Regions from separate parts of the Pan troglodytes genome. Here region 1 is linked to region 2. A link is a contact called in public Hi-C data. All regions are on one chromosome and are shown on one strand. Each heading gives the region's core, a stretch centred on a gene start, on an enhancer-like site or on the middle of the called end of the contact. The rest is flanking DNA. Distances are from core to core; before and after follow the strand shown. Region 1 holds the start of RHOBTB2 (Rho related BTB domain containing 2). Region 2 overlaps BIN3 (bridging integrator 3).

What was found. Hi-C and Micro-C count contacts between places; a contact is called where the count stands out from the background.
Region 1: a Hi-C map of induced pluripotent stem cells shows a contact between it and region 2, with 2.4 times the contacts expected there. The contact joins the promoter of RHOBTB2 here to the enhancer-like site in region 2. A contact is called at or near these places in 3 of 7 Hi-C or Micro-C datasets (induced pluripotent stem cells and stem cell-derived neural progenitor cells) and 1 of 1 datasets of contacts at active chromatin or transcription factors (stem cell-derived excitatory neurons).

Annotation. Positions count from the first base shown.
Region 1 is chr7:31,326,940-31,330,337 of NHGRI_mPanTro3-v2.0_pri, forward strand. It overlaps RHOBTB2 (Rho related BTB domain containing 2), which reads left to right and starts at 2,141. Exons shown (of 10, transcript XM_519653.8): 1 at 2,141-2,709.
Region 2 is chr7:30,955,640-30,958,896 of NHGRI_mPanTro3-v2.0_pri, forward strand. All of the region lies in intron 7 of BIN3 (bridging integrator 3), which reads right to left. Among named protein-coding and RNA genes, the nearest start is that of CCAR2, 24 kb to the left of the region's middle. Within about 2 kb of position 1,807, at least 3 of the 24 cell types and tissues checked have an H3K27ac peak or open chromatin away from gene starts, as enhancers often do. A contact at or near this core is called in induced pluripotent stem cells, where this site is marked.

The DNA of each region.
Region 1 (3,398 bases), core at 891-3,390, 370 kb after region 2:
CTCCCCAGCAAAGCTCCTGCCTCTACCTGAAACAGTTCACTGAGTGTGAGCGGGGCAGGGGCTGTGGGGGTGCAATTTCATTTGACACCCACATTTTTGTCCAAGACCCTTCCCCCCCAATCAACACTACACCTTGGAATTCACACAGTCCAGCCTGGTTGAGGTTTCCAGGCTGAGCTGGCTTTTTCTCCCAAGGCAGAAAGGGCATTGGCTCTAGCTTACAGGCCGAGCAGCCACCCTCTCCTGCTTCATGACTTTGGGTGGACGGGAGTTCTGTCTTCCTACTCCTTGCTCCACAGGGGCTATGGTCCTGCCAGGACAGGTGAAAGGTGATGTCAACCGGCATCTGGCACTCAGCTGGTCTCTGGAGGTGGGTGGAGGGAACAGGGTGGCCGTGGGAGAGACCCTGGCCTGCCGTGGGAATCATGCAGAGAGCTCATGTTATGATTTTCTCTGGCGCAGGGGCTCTTTGGCACACAGAAGATAGGGTAAGGCTCTTCAATGCCAAACATGTGGAGGAAGAACATGTGTGAGCATGGTTTACTTTCTCTCCTAAATATGTATTCAAATAAGTACTTTCTGGTTTATGGAGGGTGATTTCTAACCAGAAATGAGAAGTAAGTAGCACTGTCAGTCATTGTTAACCTCTTGGCTAGCTCTGAGTAGATTGAGAAAGGGGTGGGAGAAGCATCCTCCAACAACTGAGCACTTCCTGTACATTGACCAGGTAGGTAGGCACGTTGATCACAAACACCTTGAGGGACAGCTTCCAAGTATATGCATTCACAGATGAGAAGCAGGCTTCAGACAACACAAAATTCATTTTTAACCCGGCTTTCTTTTGGCAGTAAATTTCTCTTCCTAATCATATTTTGCATAAACTAATATTAGAGTGGATTTGCATTTTCAGAGCACAAGATGGAGGAGTGGTGGAGGCGGTTCAGGTGGGTGGCATGCCGGTCTGGGCTTTAAAAATTGTCCAGAGGTAACTGAGGAGATGAATCAAACCAGACTGAGCTGACTACTTAACACTAGCAGTCAAGATCATCCTGGCTGGGCATGGTGGCTCACGCCTGTAATCCCAGTACTTTGGGAGGCCAAGGCAGGCAGATCACTCGAGGTCAGGAGTTCAAGACCAGCCTGGCCAAGGTGGTGAAACCCCGTCTCTACTAAAAATACATAAATTAGCTGGGGATAGTGGCGTGCACTTGTGGTCCCAGCTACTCGGGAGGCTGAGGCTGAACTGCTTGAACCCAAGAGGCGGAGGTTGCAGTGAACCAAGATTGCACCACTGCACTCCAGCCTGGGCAACAGAGGGAGACTCAAAAAAAAAAAAAAAAAAAAAAAAAGATTATCCTGATAAAACCAGCCTTGAATATGGAAAGTGTCTTCTAGGGACCCCTCAGGTTATAGATGTTATACCTTAGAATCTCTCTATTTTACAGAGGGGTAAATTGAGGCAGAGAACCCAAAGAAGGCTTAGGGACGATTTTTGAGGCTACTCACTTCATGGTGTTTCTTTCAGAGATTAGCAGCTATTACTGAACTCCAGGAGGCAACAGGAGGGGGGTGGGATGGAGGTGGGGACCCGCTGAAGAAGGCCTAGGTGGGAGACAGGTAACCTGGTACAGGTACCCACCCCACAACTCATTAAGGGCCATGGAGGGAGGAAGGCTCTCAAGTGCCACGAAAATTCCCAAGGCAGCAGAGGACTTGTATGGAAACGCCGGTTATTCGTCCCTACCCACCCCCCGCCCCCCGCCCCCACGACTGCCCCTGCCGTCGCCTCCCCGTGGGCAACTGGTGGGGGGCTGGGCTTACAACCACACGTTCTCCTCCAACCAGCATCCCTTCCAGGGTGCACTAGGATGCCTCTCAGAGGTTCTCCCCCGCCTCCCGAAGGAAAGGGGAAAACCCCGTGGGCGTCCGGAGAGCCTTTGCGCCTCGCCAGGTGGAGGGACCGGCGCCACCCAGACCCGCGAGCCGAGACCCTCCCCGCGGCGTCGCTGCGGGAGGGGCGGAAGAGCGCGGGCGGTGGGCGGGAGCGGTGCTGCGAGGCGGGGTCTGCGGGGCGTCCAATCCCCTTCTTCCCCCGCCCGCCCCCTCCCCGCCCCCCGAACGCTTTCCACCAACTGCGCGCGGCAGTGGGCGGGGCCCGTCACGGCTGTCGTCTTGGGTGCGATTTTTTTCTCCTCCTTTTTTTACCCTCCCGTTTTTTTCTTTTCTTTTTTTTTTCCCCTATCCTTTTTTTGTGAATGAAAAAAGGAGGTCGCGAGCGGTACCTGGGACTGCAGCGCCAGGCGTCTTCGCGGCAGCGCCTTCGCCGCGGGCCCGGGCGCGTAGCGGCGGCGACCTCGCCCCTCTCCCGGCGCCCCTGCGCGGCGCCCGCAGCCTCCGCAGCCCGGCTCCGCGCGCCGCCGTGACATTGGGCGCCTGGGGCGCGGGGCGATGCTGATCCGGAAGGGGCAGCGGCTGCAGTGCAGCGCGCGCGTCCGCTCCTGGGCCCACGTCCGGCCTGGGCTGCCCTGCCGGAGTTTCTGAGTGGCCGCGAGCTGGCCGGGAGGCTGGAGCCCAGCAGCAGCGCGGCGGCGCCGGCGTCGTCCCAACTTGCAGGCGCGGAGGGACCCCTGACATTTCACTAAAATGAGCGTGCTCAGCAGGAAGAGATGTGTTCCTCACGCTAGAAGCCACCCCGTCACATGTAGTGGTGTAAGTAGATGGCTGCTTGCGGTTATGGCGGGGTGGCCAGCAGCCCTTGCAGACGCGCCGCGCCGCCCTCCCTGCCCTGCTGCGCCCCTCGCTACGTTCCCCGGGCCCCGCTAGTCCCTGGGCTCTGGCTTCGGCTGCTGGGTACAGTGGGGCTGGAGACTAATCCTTTCCGGTGTTTTTAGGGAAAGGAAGATGACTTGATTGCCTCGGCGTGTCGTGCCCCTCCCCCTTCTCGATGTTTAAAATTTTTTTAATTTCTATTTTGTGTGTGTGCAGAGTAGCGTGTCAGAAAAAAGGAAAAACAGTCCAGAGTGGTGGGAGTGATTCTGTTAAGAAAACAAACACAAAACAACAGTGGAATTGGGGTGTTTTGCTGGCGGTTCTGGAGCTGGTTCTTTGAACTCAACTCCATTGCAGTCTATGTAACTGAGTTCTGTGAAACTACTGGGGAGATCCTTGGCGGTGTTTGGTGATGTGTCCACATTTTAGGTTTGAGGGGGCTTATCTGTGTTTAGGCTTGCATTTCTTTAATCTGACCATTCAGGGTCCCTTTGGGCCTTGCTTTCTGTTGGATCTGCACGGGGCTTCTTGCAATGCCAGCGACCCCCGTGGGAGCCTCCCCGAATTCGGAGTCCACTCTCTCTTTGTTCTTCTCCTTCCAATTCTCCATTCAATCCATCTCCCTTGAT
Region 2 (3,257 bases), core at 557-3,056:
GGAGAGCTCTCTGGCCCTGGCCCCAATCCCACCACCCTGAGCTCACATCCTCAGGAAGGAGGGCATCACAGCGTGAAGCCGTGTGTGCGCAAGGTGCCTTCCACGGTGCAGGATGGGAGGAGCCGTATGCTCGTTGCTCCAGCAGCCTGACCCCCCAACATCCCCTGAGGCACTCTCATAGCCCCCTTCCCACAGCTGTCGGCTGGGGCTTATTATTTCCTGTGCCAGAGTCAGAGCCACCAGGAGCACTGACTACAGCGGAGTGCCGAGCGGGGGTGAGGGAGGCCGGGTTACAGAGCTCCTCGGGGGATGGCGCGGTGGTGTCTCCAGGTGGCCACCTGGCTGCATGGGCTCCTGCCAGCCCCCTGGAACCAAGACCGCCTGCCTCTGCAGGCCGCCTGCCCCTGTGGGAAGAGCATGTCTTCACCATGAAAACCTCCGTTTCCCATGACAGCACCCCTTAGCCACCAAGAGGCTCTGCCTGCTCAGGCCACTGGAGGTGATTGCTGATAAATTACAACCACGGTGGGGGGAGGTTGGGTCCTGGGATTGGGATTCCCTAGGGGTAGGGACAGGTGTCACACCTTTCTACATTCAGTGGGAACTCACATCAGTCAGGGCAGGGCGCAGCTTGTGCCAAGGTGGCTGAAGAGTAGTGGACCAGGACTCTGTCACATCTGCCCTGGTCACTGACCCTTTGAGGCCCCATCTCCCCGTTTTCTACTTCTTAGCAACAGAACAGACTTTGCCAAAGCCCCGGGGTGGACAGTGGACGTGCCATGGTGCTGTGTGGGATCTCAGGTCAGGGCTCAGGCTGCTGGCAGGGGAGGTGGAGACATGCACAGGCTGGGCGCCTGTGCCAGCCCCTCCCAGATATGTCCCTGGGACCCCATAGAGGCCCTGCTGACTCTACCCAACCACATTGGGGGAGCCTGTCCCCAGGCGTGAAGCCAGGACCCAGGCTCCACTCTGCTGTTCCAGCGCACTTCACCCCTCCTCTCTCCCTGCCCACCTCAGCCCACCAAAACCTCCTCTCCCACTCCTAGGTGCTGACTGTCCCATTATGAGAAGTCAGTTTGGCTCTCTCTTTCCACATGTGAGGAAACAGCCTCCGAGGCCTGGTGGGGGCAGGTCAGACAGCCAACCGAGCATGCCCCGCTCCATGGTCCTGCACCACGCTGGCAGCTGCCACACCTGGCCGCTGACCTGAGAACACGCTGTGGCTTTCCACTAAACTGTAAGCTCCTGAAGTCTGTTTTACATTTATCCTCAAAGAAGGGGGCTGGGCTGGGCCCAGGCCAGTGATGAAAGCATTACCCATGATCACTGCCCAATTCCTGTCTGTCCTAAGGCTCAATATCAAACTCACTCCCCTGGGGATGGGAGGGGCGAAGAGGAGAAGGAGAGGGAAGGTGAGCGAGGCCGGCTGGGAGGTGGGCTGGGCGCAGCCAGCACTGGTGGGGAATGCCTGCCATGCCTTGGTCTGTGCCCACGCAGCCGGGAGCTTCCACCCACCAGGAAAGGGAAATTGAAAGCATCCCCATCCGACATGTGAATGCGGCCCAGAGACTGGGGATTAGAGGCCGAGCCCCTGCAGGGAGGCTGGGGGCGGTGGGGTGGCCATGTGGCCGTGATCTTCATCAGAGGACAGGAAAGCTGGAGTTTCCTGTTTCCGGTGCTGGGGTCCCTGGGAGCTTCTCTTCTGGCAAGAGGAAGCCAATGGGAGGAGGCTGTAGGCTGCGCGGTTTTATGTGGTTGGGGGAGATCGTATGTCAGCTGTGGGGATGCAGGGAGAAGCCAGCCAGGCAGGCCTGAGGGCTCATGCAGAGGTCAGCGGATCCGCTGCGGAGATGTGCGCCCCCTCTGCCACGCCCCCACCTTCCTGGCAGGTGGTGGGCCACCAGGGTGGTGGGAAGTGGCCGGGGTTTCTCTCCATTTGGGCTTCAGAAGTCAGGGATCAGATTTCAAGGGCGCCTTGCTGATACTGAAACTGAGGTGGGAGTCAGTTCCCCAGTTCTCTGAGTCCCTGCCTCATTCTACCAGCCATGGGTGCCTGTGGCAGCCTCTGTGTCCGTCTCTGGGACCCCTGTGGCCCTGGCACAGAAAAGCCGTCTGTGGGCAGGGTCTGCTCAGTCTGTGTCCTTCCCAACCAGCCCTGAACAGTCTGTCCCGAAGCCCAGGACCAAAACCCACAGCCACGGAGCTCTTTCTGCACCCCAGCTCCCTATGCAACCCTGTGGCATGGGGCTGCACTGTCCCCAGCAGGCAGGGGGTGGTGGATGCCCACTCTGGGGAGGCTGGGGGGCCAGGGCCAGAGCCGGAGGCACAGTCCCTTCCCTCCCTGCCTTCGCTGAGCCTCCACGGTCCTGGCTTAGAAACAAGAGCTTGCTAGGGTCAGGCGGGCCTTTTCCTAATCCCATACTTCAGGCCTGCACAGTCAACGAACAGCTCAGCAATCCGAAACACCAGGGGCTGCAGGATCAAAAACTGATCCTCTCATTGCCGTGTGGGCCCTGGGCCAGGCCAGTGATAATTAGGCAGAGCCTCATTACCCGGCCCTGGCAAGGCACTGCCTGGGACCACCGCAGAAGAGGCAAGGAAGTGCAGCTGGGCGAACAGGAGCTTTCTAGGTCACAGCCTGCTCGAGAGAGGCCAGGGAAGATGAAGTGATTCGGGGCTTTAAGGCACGGCTCTGCCTGTTCCCCGCCCTGGGGACCGAGGGAATAGGCCTGTCTGATCACTGACCAGGGCCTGCCCAACAGAAGATGAGTCTCACAGAAGCATTCCTGACCCCAACAGGTCACAAGCTAGGGGACCTTCCCGGGCCAGACCCCGCTGCCACGCCCCTCCCTGTGTGCGGCCACCCCCACGTTTCCAAAGCCGAGTGCTGCAGGCAGCTGCTCTCCCAATCCGGCGGGGCAAGATGAAAGGCCTTGCTCATGTCCGCTGAGGGATGGCCAAGATCTCTGCTAGCTCCATTCAGCAAGCCCTGGCCCCAGTGGCTCTCAATCAGGAGGAAGCGGTCAAATGACCACCAGAACAGCGGCGGTTGCTGGGTGGGGTGGGAAGGGGGTGGTGGCAGGGGTACCCTGAGCTCGCCTGGGCCATGTGGGTACTCTGGAGCCCTCAGGAGCATGGACGCTTAGGCCACAGGTCACAGAGCTGACGTCCCCACTGAGTTTCCCGTCAGGCCCCATGGGAATCTGGGGACAGGCAGCTAGAAATCCTCTTCAGTCCCCAAGTGGCCGCTGACCTGC